7 separate regions of the Mus musculus genome follow, and all the other regions are linked to region 4. Evidence: chromatin contacts called from public HiChIP or PLAC-seq and promoter capture Hi-C data. All regions are on one chromosome and are shown on one strand. The core of a region is the stretch at or near the end of the contact, and the rest is flanking DNA. Distances in the headings are between cores, read along the strand shown.

Region 1 (2,759 bases), core at 98-2,597, 2.5 Mb after region 4:
GTGAAAATGTAGATGAAACACAAAGTAATAAAACTGATGTTACAATGGATTTAGTAATAGATTTGCTCAGGAAACATTGGCCCAAGTGAAATTTAGCTAAAGGTGGACCGCCTCTCAAACCCCTCGAAGATAAGCAGTATGCTAAGCAGGCCTGCAAATTAAAAACATGGAACTTAGGATGTTAGGAGACAACTGTTCACCAGGATGGGCCACCCAATCAGACTCATTCCCGTGACAAAGGAGACAGAACTGATCTATGACCAGCAGTTAGGCCCAGATAAAGATAAACCAGCTTGTAATTCTGCAAGGTAGGTATGATGACCCTCGGTAATAACTTTGAAAAAGAACAGTGGCATACTTAAAAATACTCCTAGCCATATGTAGTAATATGTATAAATCTATCCACTTCAGCGGTCAGACTTGCAATCTCCTGTCTCTGCTTAAATTGTTCAAAGTGTAACCTGGGACCTCAAAAGAGATGTCAGGATAACAGAGTCTGTGGAATGCACACATCTAAAATGTACATAAATTAGTAAGCTCTTCAGTTGGAGGCAGGCTCTTGCTTGAGTCTTAGCCCAGCCAGACAAGCGTCAAAGAAAAGATAAAGAGCTTTTCCTTAACTAATCTCTAAGTGCATGCAGAGAGTCCTTCTTGGGAAGGCTTACTATTTCTATAACAGCGAAAGCATATTTCAAGCAGGATACCGACAGAAATATAATTCCAAAAAGAGAGCGTCACTCCCCTTAATCTTGGTGAAACACATAGGTCTCGATTGGTTTTAGGACTTTCCCCTCAATTTCAGAATGGGGCTAAAGTTTTACTCACTTTCTTTCTTTAGAAGTCACTTTCAACTAGATCTAAACTACAGAATGAAAAGATACTTTAAGATGAAGCCAAGTAAATAAACTTCTATTCCAAAGAATAACCGGCAAGCCGCTGACGAGGCGAGCGGTTCTGGTGGGCAGGATCAGAACTCCTCCGATCCTCAGCGGGGGGCATTACGTAACCCTGAGCCGAAGCCTCAGAACTCGCAGGGCTACAGCCGGACCTCCTCTGTGCGGCGCAGCACCCGCCCCCCTGCTTCTGCCTCCCGCGTCCGGCGCGCCCCCCCAACCCCCGGCGGAGTCCGGAACAGCGGGCACTCCGGCTCCGAAGCGCGACACCGCCCACTCCCGATCCCCCAGGTGGAGCAGCCGTCCGGGGCTTCTGCGCGCCCACTCCACGCGCGACCCCGCACTCACCATGGTCTCGGCCGCGCGACGCCCACTGCAGCCCCGCGCCGCCGCCGCCGCCGCTCTCGCAGTCGGACCGCCGCAGCCAGAGCGGGACAATGCCCGGGGCCCGCCTCGCGCCGCCTCCACCAATAGCCGCTCACGTTGTTCGTTTGAACCTCGGCGGCCGGCCAATTGTACGCTTCCTTCTAGCCATAACTCCGCCCTCCCGGTGCCGCCTCCCTAACCGCTGTTTGTTTTTTGCACACGGCCCTTGGAGGTGGGCCCTCCGACCAAACATTGACACTCTCTCCGCCGCTCTCCTTGCGCGGACTTCTGATGAACAGAAGAATGAACCAATGAGAGAGGAGGAAAGCCAATGAAAACATTGTCGGCCGCACGGGGGCGGGAGGCTGGGAACAACAGCTCGGTGAACCAATAGACTGGAGCGATTCGGCACAGCTGTGCCTTTCCCGCCCATTTCAGAGCCCGCCAGGACTTCTTTGCTTTGTTTTTCTTCAATTGCAACAAGTTTAAGGGGAACGTTTAGGTAGCACAGGGTCAAATGTCTAAAGTAGAGTTACCTTTGTGCAAAAGCTATTGTGAAAATTTAGGAATAAGTGTATATCGTAGTCCGCACCTAGTTAAATTCTCTAGCTATCGCCAACCCATTCACACAACTTTAAAAGGTTTTATTATTTTTGTGATCATCAATGAGCCCGGGAGATTTGGGAGAGCCACATCCATTTCTCAGCTAGAGAAACGCACTTAGGTGAATGTAGTCATTTGCATACAGCCTTCATCAGAAGTCTTAGACTTTGTTCTGGTTCCAGCTTCAAAGCTTAATTTTTTTCCCATTAGGAAGCACAGACCAGTTGTAGGAGTTAGTTGTGAGCAAAATAGTTTTCTACGGTTTTTGTTGTTGTTTGTTTGTTGTTGTATTGAGACTTCGTTCTTGTGGTAGGATTTTTCCAAGCCATTGTTTTAGAAATTTATCTCCAGCTAGACAATACCTGTCTCAAAATTTGAATTGTTTCTTTTGACAGGGACTATAGCTCTGAGATCAACCTCCATCAGAAGAAGCAACTTGGAGCAGGTCTTTATGAAAAAATAATTTTAATGCTAAACGAGGAAGGGATGAACTTCTAAATGAATTATTCATTTAAATATATGGACAAGTACTTGAGGGGAGTGGGTGGGGTGGGGTGGGGTGACGTCTTTGATCCGAGCACTCAGGAGGCAGAGGCAGGTGGATTTTTGCGTTCCAGGCCAGCCTGGTCTACAAAGCAAGTTCCAAGACAGCCAGGACTACACAAAGAAACCCTTTCTCAAAAACAAACAAACATGGGGCTGGAGCGGTGGTTCAGTGGTTCACTGACTGCTTGTCCAGAGGTCCTGAGTTCAATTCTCAACAACATGGTGGCTCACAACCATCTGTAATTGGGTCTGTTGCCCTCTTCTGGTGTGTCTGGAGTATAGCAAGTGTATACACACACACACATAATCTTTTAAAAAAAGATATGAAGATATGGACAACTGTGAGTGGAA
Region 2 (2,832 bases), core at 4-2,503, 2.5 Mb after region 4:
GTCTTGCCTAGACTGTCTAACCAGTCAGTCTCCATTGCCTCCAGGCCTGGACTTACAGACTCCTCCCAATGGCCTGGCTTTTACATAGGTGCTGGGGATCCAAACGCAGGTAGGTCCTTGAGCTTGTCCTGCAAGCACTTAACAGTTTTGAGAAAAGCAGGTTTACATGATGCTATATGCACAAAGCACACTGGTACAGAATTTTCCAGTTTGGCAAATCAAAACTCTTTGTAGTTCAACCTAATGTGCTTTTGGTCTGATTCATCCAAATAAGGCATGGCCAGACCCACATTCCTGAGGTTCTGTGTCTAAAGGCCTTACAGCTCGGGAGCCAACTCCAGCAGACGCTATGGTGAAGGGTCTTCCACAGCACCGACTTTCCCATACTCAGGCTTTGTTTATGAGGCAGGGCCTCACACTTACAGCTCAGGCTGTATGGAACTCACTATCCTCCTGTCTCCATCTACCTAGAGGTGGGATTTACAGGCGTGTGAAGCCTTTGAGAGCACGCCTTAGGCCACATGAGGAAATGAGAAGACCTTGGGGTATTGGGGGTCGGGGAGAAAAAAATTACAGGTAGACTCTGACCAGGATCGTGTTTAAATAGCTTCCTCCTGGAGAAAACACAAGATATATTTGGAAAGTAGGACATTTAAAAAGTATTTCATAATCTTTAAAATGAGGGGGCTGCTTGTGCCCGTTCCCCAGAGTTTAAGAAAACGGAGGCGCTCACAGGGACCTATCAGGAAGCGGTTGCCATTGCACAATGACGGTGTGGGTCCTGGATCTAGGCCCAGGGATGCCTGCCTGTTCGAGTTTCCGCAGAGAGGGCAGCGCCTCAGGACCCCGCCCGACCTTGAAGGGCCGCTCGACCTTGAGGACCATGTTTGCCTCAGTTACTTGCTCTGTGCAATGGGAAGATACGCGGTACCACTGGGGAAGACCAGGGGCCCCGACGCGTTCCTAAGGACAGCCAGATTGCGTGGCCACCCTCCCTAACTGCCCTCGGACTCTTCCCCCACCGACCGCGCCGCAACCATCTAGTAGGAGCCCGCGGGCGGGAACCTGCCTCTGCGCGCTACAGCGCACGCGCGCCTCGCGCCCCGCCCCACCCGCGCCCGCGCCCGCCCATAGGCCTGTCGCGCCGTCACTCCGTTTGGAAAGCAGTTGTGATTGATCCAGGTCCGGGCGCGCGACTCGGTGGTGGGCGGGGCCCGAACCGGGTATAAAGGAAGCCGCGGCGAGGCTCGTGCCGCTTTGCAGACGCCACTGTCGCTTTTCGCCGCTTGCTGCAGCCATGGTCAACCCCACCGTGTTCTTCGACATCACGGCCGATGACGAGCCCTTGGGCCGCGTCTCCTTCGAGGTCGGGTGGGCAGTGGTGCTCCAGGGTGGGGTCCCGGGAGCTGTGGAGGGGGAGGCTCTCTCGGGCGCGGCCCGACCCTCCGGTGGAGCGAGCGCGGGTGGCGGCGCCATTTCCTGACGAGGGGCCATTTTGGGAGGCTGGCGAGGCGCGGGGAGGCTGGGCGGGCTGCGGACAAAGCCGGGCGGGGCGCGGCCGTTGGGGGAGGGGGCCGTCCCCGCCCGTCCCGGCCTCCCCGCAGGCGCACGTGGCTGCGTCCTGTGGGGCCCCGCGAGGCCGGGCGCACGTGCTCCGCGCCTCTCCCTTCTCCCAGCCGTTGGGCCCCGCCCTGCTCCGCTGCGGCGCTGCAGCCCCGCGGGCCTCTTCCCAGCCTGCTTTCCGGAGCCCCACAGCCTTTTACTCGGATCTGAGCAGGGACCCTGCCTAAGGTCTCAGGGGCGAAGGCTCGGAGAGCCCGGACGTGCTCGTTAGCCCGGTTAAACCTAGTGGTTTCCTAAACCTAGTGGTTCCTACGAAGAATATAAAATAATCGTTTTATAGCAGACTTGAGTGTGAATTGAACCTTTGGCCATTTGGTCCGAAGTAGCCACATTTGGTTAGGGAGGCTCAAAATACCCCTCCGCGTCCCCCACCCCCGAGCGGAAACGAGAAAGGCTTGGCTTTTGCTGGTGCCCAAGGACCGCCTCCTGTCGCAGTGATGGCGCAGCGGGGGAGGCGCTCTGAACCCCTCCCTATTACCCTCAGTGAGACAGGCATGTTATGACTGGCCACGCTGCAGTTTGCATTGACCAAAGTGGATTGCCAGTAGTTACCTACTTAATTAGTTCTGGAGGTTAAGTGGCTGCTTAAAGATCAGTTAGTAATTAGAGTACCCTAAACAATTGGCGTTTTTCTTTTACAAAATTAAATATTCAGCCGGGCGTGGTGGCGCACGCCTTTAATCCCAGCACCCGGGAGGCAGAGGCAGGCGGATTTCTGAGTTCGAGGCCACGCTGGTCTACAGTGTGAGTTCCAGGACAGCCAGGGCTATACAGAGAAACCCTGTCTCGAAAAAAACAAAAAACCCCAAAATTAAATATTATTGTTAGCCTCAGTACTAGCCCTTAGGCCATAGTGGAATATGTTACTTAGTGTCTGTACTGTTAAACTCCAGAAGCTATCATTGGTGAGTTTTTAACTCAAAAGCTAGATCTCCCGATTGCCCGCCTGCCACAGTGCTGGGTACACATAGTAGGTAGGCACATAAAAAGAGCACTAGGTTCTAATTAGCCCTCACCCAGCATGTATCTAGTCAAGAGCTGATAATTGACAAGGACTCTTGTGGAAACTTGGCCTAAGCTTAGCCTGGGTAGGATAGTATCAGGTTAACCAGAGCTTAATGGGAATGAGATGAGCCCATAGGTGAAAATAGAGGTGGAGCTGCCAAGAAAGGCTTTGAAGTCATAATTTGATGAAAAAAAATGTGGACT
Region 3 (2,731 bases), core at 207-2,706, 2.6 Mb after region 4:
AGACTGTGAAAAGGGGACTCTTCCAGAGAGTGGGGGGTGGGGGGGGTGGGGGGCTTGGTTGTTTCCTGTCTCAGAGTCTAGGCGGGACCAGATCCGGAAGGGGACTCGCCCTGCCCCACCCAAATCATAGCGTGGTGATTTGCTAGTCTTTGCAACCCCAGCCATGGCCACCGTCCCTCTCCAGCACATCTCAAACTCCTCCACCCTTCCGTTTACTAACCATATTAGAAGCAGGAACCTAGGGCTGTACCTCTCTTGGGTTTTGTGCTCTGGGAGGAGTACTAGCCTCCTTGGGGCCCCAACTGTCCTCTCGGTGTGTGGGGCCCGCTCAACCCCAGGCAGGCCTCTTCAGGGTTCCTCTTTCTCTGCCCCCTCTGACAAGTCACGCCCTGGGACTACAAGTTTTGTGACCTGCAGCCACTGTCTTCCTCGGCTCAGCATACAAAGCATGGAGGGCATGCTTGTGAGCTTGCTTTTCGAGAGAATGAGGCAGTCTAACAAAGCATTGAACTCATTTCCTGGATAAAGCTCTCCATGTGGCAGCCTAGGACCTCCATCTCTGCACCTAGTGAGATTCCTGGTCCCCAGTTGCTCTCTAAGGAGCTTCCTAGCACACAACAATCCTCCCTAGGAGGTGTGTATGAAGTCCAGCCGCACACAAGGCCATTTAACATGCTGTGCTTCTAGCTCCTGGACCCCTCCCTGCTTTTTTCAGTGAGAAAGCAGGCTGCACTGTCAATTCTCCTAGTCCTAGCCTGTGACCCCTCCCATGAACAACTCCCAACCCAGAACATCATATCAGCATCATATCAGCTTGCTTCGATTATTGCGATTCTGGGGTGGAGGGCACTTCATTTTGGAGTTCCTAAGGAAACTCAAGTCGGGTCACACATGGGACCCAGGGGGAAAGCATCAGCAGGTGACAGAGAGGAGATGCAGTACATTCCTGGTCCCCATGCCTTTGCCTGTCTTCCTCAGGACTCTGGGCTTGTCAACCAGGGTGTTGTGAGGGTGGCTGGGCAGCTCCATTCCTGACAGCTGGTTACTTTCTGAGTGGCCATTATCTCCTGGAGATGCTATCATTTCAGCCTGTATTGTCTAGGTATGTGTAGCCTTGTCCCCATTCCTGACGATGGGACCAGGGTACCTTCAGGGCTTCTCTCAGGTCTGTGTGGATGATAAGGGAGGAAAGGAAGGAAAGAAGCCCAGTACCGCATCCCCACCCCCACCTCACATCTACCTGAGCTCTAGGTTCTTCATGAAGTCCTCCATGGTCAGTTGATCCAAAAGCACGAAGTCTGGTTTCCCATACTCAGGGCCTTCTTCGTCCTCCATCCTGCCCACTGCAAGCATCCAAGGCAGGTCGCCAGAGCTTTCTGTACAGAGGTGAAGGGGAAGGCAGAAAGGGGAGGCCCAGCCCTGCCTGACTACTGCAGTACTTCAGTAAAGTAGGAAGTGGGTTCTGCCCGGGGAGTTTGGCCCTGCCCATTGCTACTCCCCTGCCTTGGTGCTTCAGACACTGCTTCCTGCTCCCTGGCCCACAAGGTCCATGCCTAACTGTCTGTCCTGATGGGGTCTTTACTGGCTTCCTTAAAGCTCTTCCCAAGCTAGGTTTGGCCATACCTGTCTGTAATCCCAAGCACTCCAAAGATTACGGGCAGGCTGGAATTCTCCCTCCCCTTGTCTGTCTGTCTTCCTTCCTTCCTTTGCTCCCTCCCTCTTTCCGTCTCTCTCTCTCTCTCTCTCTCTCTCTCTCTCTTTCTTTCTTTCTTTCTTTCTTTCTTTCTTTCTTTCTTTCTTTCTTCTATCTCTGTAGTCCAAGCTGGCCTCCCCAAAGTAGCTAGGATTATACCAGGCTCAGTAAGAAAGGATGCTTCTTCTTCTTTCTTTCTTTCTTTCTTTCTTTCTTTCTTTCTTTCTTTCTTTCTTTCTTTCTTTTTTTGGTTTTTCAAGACAGGGTTTCTCTGTGTGTCCTGGAACTCACTCTGTAGACCAGGCCAGCCTTGAACTCAGAAATCTACTTGCCTCTGCCTCCCAAGTGCTGGGATTAAAGGCATGTGCCACCACGCCTGGCAGGATGCTTCTTTTAAAACGTTTTAAACATCTATTTTGTGTACAAGTGCTTTGTCTACATGTATAAGTGCACCATATGCATGCTGGGTGTCTGCAGAGGGCTAGAGGGCTGGGTGGCCGTAAACTGCAGACCTTTGCAGGAGCAGTCAGTGCTCTTAACTTCTGAGCCATCTCTCTAGCCCAATAGATATTTCTTTTATTATTATTATTTTGGTTTTTTTTTTTTTTTTTTTTGGTTTTTCGAGACAGGGTTTCTCTGTATAGCCCTGGCTGTCCTGGAACTCACTTTGTAGACCAGGCTCCAGGCTTGCCTCGAACTCAGAAATCGGCCTGCCTCTGCCTCCCAAGTGCTGGGATTAAAGGCGTGCCAACAGATATTTCTTGGCCTCTCGTGGTTACCCAGCTGAACATCGCTGCCCCAGAGCTCAACATCAGCCAGGGGTGGCCACAATAGAGTTTAAACCATAAAGACTTCCTGCCTGACCCAGCAGATGAGGCAGTGGTGGGGACTCGGCACCCTGCGATTCCTCCCCACAGTGACAAGGGAGCGGAAGAGTACACTCTCCAGCCCTCTAGTGGGCTAGCCTTTGGTAGGACCCTCTTGCATATGCTCAGCTTCGTTCTCTCATCCAGCCTCTGAGATAAAACCATTAACTCT
Region 4 (2,700 bases), core at 139-2,638:
TCAACATATGGAAATCACAGTTTCTTTTTTAAAGAGATAAATATGCTTACTGTATCAAGTATACAAAACCACTCTTATAAATACTGATAAAGAGAATGTTCATTCTTATTAAACTCATCTTTCAAAGTTACATTTCAGCTATACATGACTTTAAGCAGAAAACCAAGAATTTTTTTAACATTTTGAAGTAAAAGTAATAAAATTTAAAGGAAATTGATAAAAAAGTCATAAATTTTAACTTTTTTATAAACATGAAATTACCACCTTTAAGACTGACTTAAACCTATCATCAGATCTCATAAGTTTAAAAATTATCTTTATAGATGGAATGATATGTTTTAAATGTGCGCACAACTTTTATGTGTGTGTTGCAGATCTGAACTCCATATCCTTATGCTTGCATGTCAGGAATTCTGTCCACTGGGCCATCTCCTCAGTCCTGTTTTGTTTTCTTGGTTTTGTTGTTTTGAAACACTATCTCTAGCACAGGCTGGCCTGAAACTTGTGCTCTCCCAGCCTCAGACTCCTGTGTGCTGGGATTACAGGCACCACCATCATGCTATGCCTTCCATTATTTTTCTTTCTTTTCATTTTTGTTTTGTTTCGACAGTGCGTCACTCAATACCCTCGCTGTCCTGGAACTTAGCCTCGGACTCACAGAGATCCGTCCCTTCTGCCTCAACTCATTCCCCAAATATAAGCAGTTCCTTAGACCCTCTCCGTGTCCGTGGGAGGTCAAAGGTCGGCCTTTGCTCTATTTTATTCTAACTTGAACAAACTAGGTGCAGCTGAATCTAAGGTCAACAAGGCAAAATCTGGTCAGCTGGGTTTACAACGCCTAGCAACCGTTGCCATGACAATTGAACTCCCTTAAACTCACTGGCCTAGCATTACAAAAACTAGTAGCTTTAGGTTTAGTGAGCATTTCTGTTTTTGTTTGTTTGTTTGGTTGGTTTGGTTTTTAAAGAAAACATCAGCCAGGCGTGGTGACACACATCTTTAATCCCAGTACTCTGGAGGCAGAGGCAGGCGGATCTCTGGATTAGAGGCCAAACTACAGAGCTCTCTGAATCCCAGAAGGCTCCGGGCTGTCTGTCTCCCATCCCTTCAGTCCTGCTGTATCCCAAAATGCACTGGGGCTCGCGTGCTCAAACAACCGTGTCTAGGGTGCTTATAAAACTGCCTAAATTTCCATGTTGCTTTAAAGCTTGTCTATAGATTTTGGTAACTAAGAAAAGAACTGAAAGAACTACCACAATTGTTGAGCTTTAGAGAATTTGGTTGTAAATAACGAGGTCGCCAAAAGCACAACTTTCTCTGGATTTGTACAGGCATATTTTCAGACAGCCCTCAGCTGGCGGCGTGGGGTCCTTCAGGGCCCTAGGCAGGGCACGTGCGGGAGGAAGTAGCTCTGGTGTTCTGGCTGCCTTGAATTTCTCAACGTGGAGCTATGGGAGGTCTGGAGAAGAAGAAGGTGAGTGAGTTCCAGCGGAGGTCGGAGCTCCGGCTTTATCACTTTCCCTGGCCTCTGGGGACCGAGAAGTCTTGAGACGGCCGCCGGAGCGAACCTTCTGCACGTAGGCCCCTGGAAGCCGGGAAGAACTGTGACGGGCTTTCTGTGGAAGGAGTTGTGGAGACAGGCGGAGCCGCCAAAAGAGTGATCAGTGACCAACGGGACGTAGAATTCATTATCAAGACTTGGGACTTTCTTAATTGAGCCAGGCCCGGTCCTAGGTACTGGGAATTGAGAAGTAAGCAGTCAGATGCGGCCCCGCTTTCCCAGTGTCAACTTCAGATAAAGTGGCTAAGGGTTTTTAAGTGCGCTCCTGAGAAAGGGAGGGAGGGAGGAGCAGTAGAGTGGAGAGTATCAACAGGCGCTTAATCCGATTAGTGTTGTCTTGTAGGTCCTCTTCTGACGTAGCATTTTAGTGGAAATCAGTACTTAAAGAACACTTTAGTCTGGGGCATGAAAATGTTGGGAAGTGTGGATGGTCCCCAACCTTCCCCTAAGAGAATTCTCGGCACTCAGAGAAAGGAGAGACTAATATCAGCGTGCAGCTGTAGCTTCCAGCCGTCTCTTAGCCGTCTCTGTGTTTGATGGTTTATATGGGGTTAGGCGTTGTCACAATCTTATATTTTAGGATGACCCTTTTGTTCCTTTACAGGCTCTGGTTATGATAGTTTTATCTTTAGCAGATGGAACTTGCTATCCGTGTGATATTGGTGGTGCTCAATTCTCAAGGGAGAAAATGACCTTTTTTTTTTTTTTCTTTAGAAAAGGGGAAAGGGTGAGCAGGTTAAAAGCAGAAGTCAGTGCAGTTTTAGCTCTGTTGTCTCAGATTAGAGACAGTTTCTTCTTCCTATGCAACCTTGTTTCCCAAGTTTAAGCTTCTTAATCATAATTAATGTGAAAGCTTGCTGTTTTTCTTTTTTCATTCAGAAGTGCTTAGCAGAGAAAACAGAAGTGAATTCCACGGCCAGTAGGAAAGAGAGGCAGGTGGTGTGCAGGGTTTTGGACAGACAGTAGCATGGCTGTGAGATGTAAATAAGTGAGGTGCTGTCTAGGTGAGGCTGGGGCCGTATCATGTGAGGCTGGAACTTATTCTGAGTGGAGAAGACAAAGAAAGTAAGTGACTTGATCTGAGTTATTCTTGCTTCTGTAAGGAGACTGTGGGTATGAAGTAACTTTGGGATAGGAAT
Region 5 (2,700 bases), core at 5-2,504, 2.4 Mb after region 4:
TGGGAGTATTTGTGTGGCTATTTTCCCATCTCTTCTCTTTTCCATTAAGTCGTGCTTTTGTCTTGATTCCTGTTCCTATTTCCTGACATCCACATGGTTGTTCCAGACCCCACATGTCAGATCTTGGGAGGAGTTCTTCCCACCAGGTCAGCTGCCAGGATCCAGCAGGAGCAACATAGATGCCAGCCTCTGCTGCCAGTCTGGCACATTCTGTCTCCAGCTGCCTAGGCAGGACCTGGCCTGGGCTAGAATCAAGTGTAGTTGCCTCTGAGGGCCAGGGGACAGAGCCTGTGGATGAGGTGGATGAGGTTTCTCTTCCCTGGTAGCCTGGTGCTGGGTGTGAGAAGGATCTCTGGGAGCCTAAGGCTGCCCAGGCAAGGGCAAGTCACAGTCCCCTTTTCTCTCTTTCTCTTATCCGTTCTGGGGCTTTGTGTGTGTAGCCCTGCCCTGCAGAGCCTCCAGGTCTGTACTGAGCCCTGAGTGGTAAGCACAAAGAAATGTTTGTTCCAGAGCTGAGTGGGTGCTGCGATACCCCTCTCTCCCCTAGACAAGAGGCTTGTGAGTGCTGAGTGGAAGATGGAAATCACCAGATCTGATAATGGTTCAAAAGGTATGTGTGGCAATCACACAGCCCCTACCAAGAGAGGGTTTCAGACAGGAGCACCCAGGCCTTCCCAGAGGTCCCTGAGAAGTGCCCAACACATGGCTTGTGTGCCATTCTGGTGAGACCAAGCAGAGGTAGGCACGCATGTGGTCCAGGGTATATTAGGACCTGAGTGGATGAGGCACTGAGAAAGGCAAGGAGTGGGAGTCTTCTGTACCAGTCGCTGCTCTTACCTGCTGTTGCCTCCCTGTCCACCAGCCACTGCTACGGTTTTCTAAGAATGAAGCCCAGTTGGTCCCATCTTGTAGATGTGCGTTAGCATGGTCTGGCTTTGTGACTACCCCCCACACCTGCTGTGCTGTGTGTGTCACTGCCATGTTGGGAATTCACAAGTGTCACAGATGGGTCTTTGGGGGGGGGCAAGATGTCCACTTGACCATATACTTAAGGTCATATTTGTCTCAGGGGTGTGTGTGTATGTGTGTGTGTGTGTGCACCTACATGCATGCATACATGCACGCACGCGCGCGCGCGCACACACACACACACACACACACACACACACACACACACACGCCTGCTCCCCTCAAGTCGTCTGGATCAGCTTGAAGGTCCTGTGACCTGAAGCCCTTCTGCCACCCTCTTGATAGGAGAGAGCTGCCAACCAGGGGCTGGGTCAGTGCCTGTGTCCTGTGTCAGCCGTGTCGGTACAGCCACCCTAAGGCCAACCTGGTGGATGGACTGCCGTTGTACATCTGCTGCCTGACTTTTCAGCATCTGCCTCAAAGAACACTCAAGCTCTGCTCCTTCTCAGGTCTCTGGGCTCCGCAGGGTGGGGGCTACCCCTCTGACCTTCTCCAGGGCCTGCTGAGGGTTCCTGGCTTCCTATGATTTATATGGGAAAGGGAATGTGGGAAGTATTTGATATCAGAAAGCCCTTTCCAGGGTTGATCCAATGGCTTAAGATGACAGAGCCCTTGTTAGAGTTGCTTTGCACTGCATTCTGGGCTGACATTTGCCAACGCTACTACCCTGGCTTTGTCCGTGCTACCATGAGCATCTAAGCTCCTGCCTTCTCCCTCCTGTCCCGCAGCCGGAGCAGCAACTCCCGGATAAGCTCCAGCACATTGGGCCTGTAGGCTGCTCCATCACCAATGAACCCCATGAACCCCATGAAACCCGCCCTGCCCCCTGCACCACACGGGTGAGTGTGGGCTTCTGTGGCCTGCCTCTAGCAAGCCCTTGGCCTTCTGACCCTGCCTTAACCAGCTGCTCTCTTTTAGTGATGGTTCATTTGCATATGAGTCTGTGCCTTGGCAACAAAGTGCCACTCAGCCAGCTGGGTCACTGTCTGTGGTCACTACTGTGTGGGGAGTTGGCAACGCAACCCAGAGCCAGGTGAGTGTGTATCAGGGCCACCCCACTCCCACCCCCACCCCCCAGCCCTCAGGATCCAGAGTCTTGGTGGTGCCTCTACCATCTTAGGGCTCCAAGAACCAGGGACCAAGCGGACTGTCTGAAGCACAAGGATGGGGCTTCCTGAGGGTCTCAAGTCACTAGGTGCCTTTCTTCTGTACTACCATGGGATGTCTTCCCCTGGCTCCAGAGACCCTTCCAGTCAGAACTATAGACAACCACTCCTGCCACCCAGGTCCTCCCCCATTTGCTGGGCATCTCTTGGCATCTAGCACTTTAGGGCTGTGTCTTAAAGACAGTAGTTTGGCTGGTTCTCTCTGGTGACTCCCACTTCCTTGTAGGTTTTAGGGAACCCCATGGGCCCTGCAGGAAGCCCCCCTGGTGGTTCCATGATGCCTGGTGTGGCAGGTGGCAGCTCTGCCTTGACCTCCCCGCAGTGCCTGGGACAGCAGGCGTTTGCTGAAGGAGGTGCTAGCAAGAGCTACGTACAGCAAGGCGTGTATGGCCGAGGGAGCTACCCTGGGGGATCCAGCTTCACTACTGGGTAAGCCAGTGACTTGAAACCATCAGCCTGTCAGTCCTGCAGAAGGGTTGGATGTTGCCTGCTCCTCCCCTACTGTCTCTAGTAGCTACAGTGGAAGTTCTGTTGAGAATGGAAGAAGTGAGTGGAGGGAGGGGAG
Region 6 (2,700 bases), core at 174-2,673, 2.7 Mb after region 4:
TTGAGGGACTCACAACTGCCTGTAACTCCAGCTCCAGGGACCTGACTCTCTCCCGGGCTGTGTGCCTGCATGTGTCCCCGTGTTCACTTATATACATAGAAAGAAACAAGACTACAATTACTTTACATAGCTAAGGATGACCTTGAACTTCTCTATTCCTCTTGCGGCCACCTCCCAAGTGCTAACATTAAAGATAGCCAATCACTCCTGGTTTATTCAGTGCCGAAGATCAAATCTAGGCCTTTATGTGAGCTAGACAAGCAGTTCCAACTGAGTCACACCCCAGAACCCTTAAAGCAAAACTCACAAATTGAATCGATCACCGCAAACAAGCCCTAACACCACCCAGAGTCACCACCTTGCCAATCTTAATCCAACCCCTACAATACAGGCTCTGTTCCAACTACACTTCACACTTTTATCTCACAATGCAAAACTGGCTACTGCGTTCTCTGCCAATCACAGGGCACGGCATTGCCTTTTTCTAAGTCCTGCAAAATGTTACCTTTTTCGAGAACACGCTACATAACCACATGACGTTTCTTTCGGCAAGTCTGCCAGTCTTGTTCCCTAAGGTGAGATAGAACCAAATGAGACAAGTTACTGGACTTTGCTTCAACTAAAGGAGAAAACACCTCAATTTTTTCTGCTTCCGGGATTCGGGTATATAGCTAGCTTAATTTTACTGTTATGTGAACACATTACTGCAGCTGTAAAAAGATTAGCTTAATTATACTTACACGGAAATAAAATATGGTTCAGAAGGGGGACATCTGCCCAAACCCAATATCCATCACTTACTGAACCCAGACAGTAAAGAAGCGCTGGAGAGCCGGGCGTGGTGGTGCACGCCTTTAATCCCAGCACTTTGGAGGCAGAGGCAGGTGGATTTCTGAGTTCGAGGCCAGCCTGGTCTACAGAGTGAGTTCCAGGACAGCCAGGGCTACACAGAGAAACCCTGTCTCAAAAAACCAAAAAAAAAAAAAAAAAAAAAAAAAAAAAGCACTGGCAAACTACCGATTTTCAAGACCTGCGACTAAGTAAATATCGACCCTGAAACCTAAAATGCAGAAACACGAAAAGTGACTGGCAGGGGACGCCAAGGGTCACTGCGGGCAGCGGAGCTTCCCGGGATAGGCCTCGTGTCTACCGCGGGCCGAGGAGCGCGTGCGCAATCGCAGCCCGGAACCGAATTTGCAACCGAACAGCGCCCTTGGGGCACGGTGTCGAGAGTCCCTTTCCTGGCTCCCCCCACAACAGCCCCGCCGGTCCTTACTAACTGCTGCCCTTCCCAGCCACGCTTCCCGTCTCGGATACCCACGTTCAGAAACCCGGTCTCTCCAGGACGCCAGACTGCGGCGGCGATCACCCTCACTGACCTCCATCAGCCTACGGCCTCCACGCGGCCTGGCGCGCTCACTGACGTCACTGGCGCGCCGCCGGAAGCTAGGTGGCCCAGTGCTCCCGGACGGAGGCCACGCCCTCCGCCCCTTCCGCAGTCGCCATCTTTGTTGCGCTCAGGCTTCCGGTACTGGGAAGTGTAGTGAGATCCTGGTCGTGGGAAACGTAGACGGGAAGGAGAGGGTGAATTCTACACGGCAGGGCACGTCGGGCCAGAGTCTCCTACTTGTGCGGAGTTTGGGTAGCGACTCTGATGTCAGCCCGTTCTGCCCCACTCCCTTGGGCCTTTCACAGGTCCTGTAGGAGAGGCGTGAGTTGGGACCGCCGTGTTGACTTTGGGGTTCGGGGCGGGAAGGCATTGCCAGGTGTCGGGTAATTACAGAGAAGCGAGTTGTAGCTCCAGCTGAAGGTCTTTTCGGAAATGCAAGCAGTTTGTCTAGATTAAACAAGTAAAGGACATACCGTATACAACGGCACACCGATAAATTGCTGTAATCTCAGTAATGGAGGCAGGAGGCCGAGGGCTAGCCTGTACTACTGTGGAGGCCCTGCATCAAGAAGCAGAATAGCCGGGCGTGGTGGCACACACCTTAAAACCCCAGCCAGGAGACAGGAAAAAGGATCTTTGAGGTCGTGGCTAGCTTGGTCTACATACCAAGTTTAGGACAGCCGGGACGACCTGGAGAAGGCCCTGCCTTAGCGCACGGCAGGACTGAGGAGATAGTACAAAATGCTGGGTAGGATGGTTGGGAGGTGAGTTTTCCCAGTAATCCCAGTGCTAGGAAACCACAGACGGCATCTCTGGGACAAAGGTGTATGTGTGCATGAAGAGATCACAGGAAAACTTGGGGAAATTTGTTTCTTCCAATCATGTGGGATCTGGGAATTGAACTCACAGTCAAGTGGCCCCTAAACTAACTGTCTGTTTTCCTAGACAGCGTTTCTCCTTGTAGCCTTGGCTGTTTTGGAACTCGCTGTGTAGACCAGGCTGGTCTTGAACTCACAGAGATCCCCCTCCTTCTGCCTCTGGAGTGCAGGACAAAAGACATGCCCCACCCCCACCCCCAGGTCCCCACTAAGTTATCCTGCTGGCCCTAATTTTGTAGAAAGGAAAATTTAACTTAAAATTTTCCTTGAAAAATCTTTATGTTTGTAAGAGTGTATTACTTCTCTCCTTTGTGGCTAAAATCAAGCGTAAACGCTGGTTCTTGTTAATAAAAGATTGCTGAATTATCCAGGGAAGCTTCTCTTGCTTTAGCCTTACAGTAGCTAGCATTATATTGCCACACTAGCTTTACC
Region 7 (2,700 bases), core at 141-2,640, 2.6 Mb after region 4:
AAAACACAAATGAAAATAAAATAAAAATAATTTTAAAAAATCTATAACTTTACTCTGGCAGGGCCCGAATGCCCGTGCTCTTGTAATTTTTACCTTCCTGATGTACCAAGGGTAGGAGAGAATAAAGCTTTAAAATTTTACACACACACATTACACATAGTTTTGGCTTGGGTGTGAGATTAGTGAACATAGAGGCTTGGGTGGACCATAGGGTCCATAACTTTCCAGGGAACCCACAGCCATACCCTGTGAACTGCCTCTCAGCTATCATGTTTTAAATTTTATTTTCATTAAACATTTCTTCTTAGAGGTGTAGATCTGGAGGCGAAGGAAGTTGAACTTGAGCCTTAGAGCATGGATATGATGACCTGGCCATTGTGAACCCTGATTTCCTTATACCTTCCAGCTTCCCAAAAGCACCTTTGCATTTGTGTGTGGGTGGCTGAAGCCTAGATTAGAAACACCATAAACTCAGGAATGTGAATATCCATCAGAATGCTTTTTTTTTTTTTTTTTTTTTTTTTTTTTCGAGACAGGTTTTCTTTGTATAGTCCTGGAACTCACTCTGTAGACCAGGCTGGCCTCAAACTCAGAAATCCGCCTGCCAAATGCTGGGATTAAAGGCATGCGCCACCACTGCCCAGCCAGAATACTATCTTCAAGATGTTTTAGGACAACCCATACAGACAACAGGTTGCATACACTACCTAGAAGGTTGCTGTTGGCAGCTATTGTACATTTTTGGATTCTTTTATGAGACTCTGGTCCAACGGTTGATCCTGAACTCATTTTCCTGTCTCTAGCAGCCAGGTGCTATGATTACACAGGAGTGCGCCGCCACGCCCAGCCAGAATAGAAAGTTACTAGAAAAGGGTTTCCTTGTGGCTCAGAGTAAAAAGAGAGGGATGCCAAGTGGCAGCGCGCCCAGAACCCGGATTGGAGACTGACTCTGTCCCTTCCCAGGGGCATGTGGCCCGCCTCCCTAATCGCGAGGCAGGCTGGGAAGTCGGCCACCCTAAAGATGGCGGCAGAATTGAAAAGTTGGAGCCACTCCCGCGCGGCCCTGAAGGGTTCGGGAGAGCTAGGGATGGGGGGGGGGGTACTGGGGCGCCTTTCCAGAGGGGATGGGAAGGACTGGGGTAGGCAGGTGTGCTCCTCCCGCCCTGAGGAGGCATGGAGGGGCCCGGGGTGACCCTGGGTCTCTTCAGGGGCTTTGGGAAAAACAGGGAATCGCCCTTCTTGGTATCGCCCTCCTTGGGCCCAGCGAGTGCCTCTAGGCGGAAGTGCGGGAGCGCCGAGGCAGTGGGCGGGGCGTGAGGGGGCGGGGTCTCCGGAGTGGGCGGGCTCCCTAGGTCCGGAAGTGCGGGTGGGGCGCGGCCGGGGCGGAGACTGCGGGCGGGCCGGCGGCGCGGTGAGCGCGGGGGTGGCGGGCCCAGAGCGAGCATGTAGCGGCCGCTGGCAGTGGGGCTCCCGGGGCGGGCCGCGGGGGCCGCACGCGGCGACATGGAGGAGGAGGGCAAGAAGGGCAAGAAGGTGAGCGCTCACCGGCGCGTCCTGCCGCCGGGCCGGGGCGTGGGGTGGGGGTCCCTCGGGGTGGGCGGGCGGGCGGGCGGCTGAGCGGGCAGGGACAGCGGTCAGGTGGGCCTGCGGCTCCCGGAGGAAGTGCCGCGCCTTTCCGGTGGGGGCGTCCCCTTTGCCGCTCGCCCCCGGCCTGCTCCAGACGGCCTGTCAGGGGGCCCGCCTTCCCCGCGCGCCGGCCTGGGGCCACAAAGGAAGTGGGCCCAGTGAGGGGCCAGAAGGTGGCCTGGGCTGGAACTTGGGCCACTGGGCTGTGCCGTGACCGGCGAGGCTTTTGCTGCCCACTTGGCTTTGTTTTTGGATGTCCAGTAAAAGCAAAGATGGACTTAGCTTTTCGGCGGGTTCTCTCGTCGACTGTCGCTCCTATTTAATACCACTGAGTGATTTTAGTGACGTTATGTTTGGCAGTAAGATTTAGGACATGGTTCAAGAGGCTCCTTCGTTTCTGTAGTTTAAAAATGTGGCTTTAATTACAGGCTTGAGTAGTTGATAAAGAACATTTTAAGAAGCCTGGGAAGACCATGTGGGAATGAACCGCTTAAACTGCCTTTAAAGCGAAAAGTGGGCTTTGATAAAATGTATCCCTTTCAAATAAATGCTTTGCAATCTTCATGTTTGCCTGTCATTTTCATTTGATAAATGTGTGCACGTTGTGGACAAGTTTAAAACAGACTTTGATGTCCTAGCTCAGCACCACCCGGCCTCCTTGTAGCCTTTAATTGGCCACACCACTCACCACCTTGTTTTAGGAGGTGTCCCATTTTTCAGAAAGTCTTACTTGAAATAGAGTGGCCAGGTGGCCTTCAGGGAATCCAGGCCAGCAGCGCTGCCCCCACTTTCTTTTGTTTGAAGACAGAAAGTTGCACTTGTTATTTAGATGTCCTGTCAACTTGTTACCTCCAAAGATGGTTTAAAGCTGGGAAATGGGCCCAACAAAGCAATTCAGCCTACAAGTATAGAAGGGGTTTGAGCATTGTAAAAGGACTTAGCTAGAAAAGAGGGTGCTGTTGAGGAAGGACTTGGCCCAAGTGTGGCTGATGCTGAACCGTGCCAGCTGGTCTTTGCAATGCCAGTAGCCTACATCCCTGGAGACATTGTATTTGTCTCACACTCTAAGTGCCC

The links. Promoter capture Hi-C pulls out the DNA fragments that hold promoters and counts their contacts. HiChIP or PLAC-seq counts read pairs in DNA pulled down with a chosen protein or histone mark.
Region 1: a promoter capture Hi-C map of liver shows a contact between it and region 4, with 5 times the contacts expected there. The contact joins the promoter of H2az2 here to the promoter of Pes1 in region 4. A contact is called at or near these places in 4 of 39 promoter capture datasets (liver, neutrophils and pre-B cells) and 1 of 115 datasets of contacts at active chromatin or transcription factors (astrocytes).
Region 2: an RNA polymerase II HiChIP or PLAC-seq map of embryonic stem cells shows a contact between it and region 4, with 5 read pairs. The contact joins the promoter of Ppia here to the promoter of Pes1 in region 4. A contact is called at or near these places in 2 of 39 promoter capture datasets (cranial neural crest and pre-B cells) and 2 of 115 datasets of contacts at active chromatin or transcription factors (both in embryonic stem cells).
Region 3: a contact with region 4 is called in a promoter capture Hi-C map of liver, with 5 times the contacts expected there. The contact joins the promoter of Myo1g here to the promoter of Pes1 in region 4. A contact is called at or near these places in 4 of 39 promoter capture datasets (the C10 cell line, liver and pre-B cells).
Region 5: a contact with region 4 is called in a promoter capture Hi-C map of pre-B cells, with 6 times the contacts expected there. The contact joins the promoter of Zmiz2 here to the promoter of Pes1 in region 4.
Region 6: a promoter capture Hi-C map of pre-B cells shows a contact between it and region 4, with 5 times the contacts expected there. The contact joins the promoter of Tbrg4 here to the promoter of Pes1 in region 4.
Region 7: a contact with region 4 is called in a promoter capture Hi-C map of pre-B cells, with 2.9 times the contacts expected there. The contact joins the promoter of Ccm2 here to the promoter of Pes1 in region 4. A contact is called at or near these places in 2 of 39 promoter capture datasets (liver and pre-B cells).

The regions. Positions count from the first base shown.
Region 1 is chr11:6,443,096-6,445,854 of GRCm38.p6, forward strand. H2az2 (H2A.Z histone variant 2) reads right to left here and starts at 1,348. Exons shown (of 5, transcript NM_029938.1): 1 at 1,242-1,348. The coding sequence starts at 1,244. It also overlaps the pseudogene Gm11970.
Region 2 is chr11:6,414,614-6,417,445 of GRCm38.p6, forward strand. Ppia (peptidylprolyl isomerase A) reads left to right here and starts at 1,254. Exons shown (of 5, transcript NM_008907.2): 1 at 1,254-1,366. The coding sequence starts at 1,298.
Region 3 is chr11:6,519,502-6,522,232 of GRCm38.p6, forward strand. Myo1g (myosin IG) reads right to left here and starts at 1,457. Exons shown (of 22, transcript NM_178440.4): 1 at 1,241-1,457. The coding sequence starts at 1,353.
Region 4 is chr11:3,962,587-3,965,286 of GRCm38.p6, forward strand. Pes1 (pescadillo ribosomal biogenesis factor 1) reads left to right here and starts at 1,389. Exons shown (of 15, transcript NM_022889.3): 1 at 1,389-1,474. The coding sequence starts at 1,451.
Region 5 is chr11:6,393,871-6,396,570 of GRCm38.p6, forward strand. It overlaps Zmiz2 (zinc finger, MIZ-type containing 2), which reads left to right and starts at 1,255. Exons shown (of 19, transcript NM_028601.3): 1 at 1,255-1,418; 2 at 1,698-1,808; 3 at 1,888-2,002; 4 at 2,362-2,564. The coding sequence starts at 1,759.
Region 6 is chr11:6,624,644-6,627,343 of GRCm38.p6, forward strand. Tbrg4 (transforming growth factor beta regulated gene 4) reads right to left here and starts at 1,424. Exons shown (of 12, transcript NM_134011.3): 1 at 1,322-1,424; 2 at 506-570.
Region 7 is chr11:6,545,497-6,548,196 of GRCm38.p6, forward strand. It overlaps Ccm2 (cerebral cavernous malformation 2), which reads left to right and starts at 1,391. Exons shown (of 10, transcript NM_146014.3): 1 at 1,391-1,533. The coding sequence starts at 1,504. It also overlaps the pseudogene Gm24000.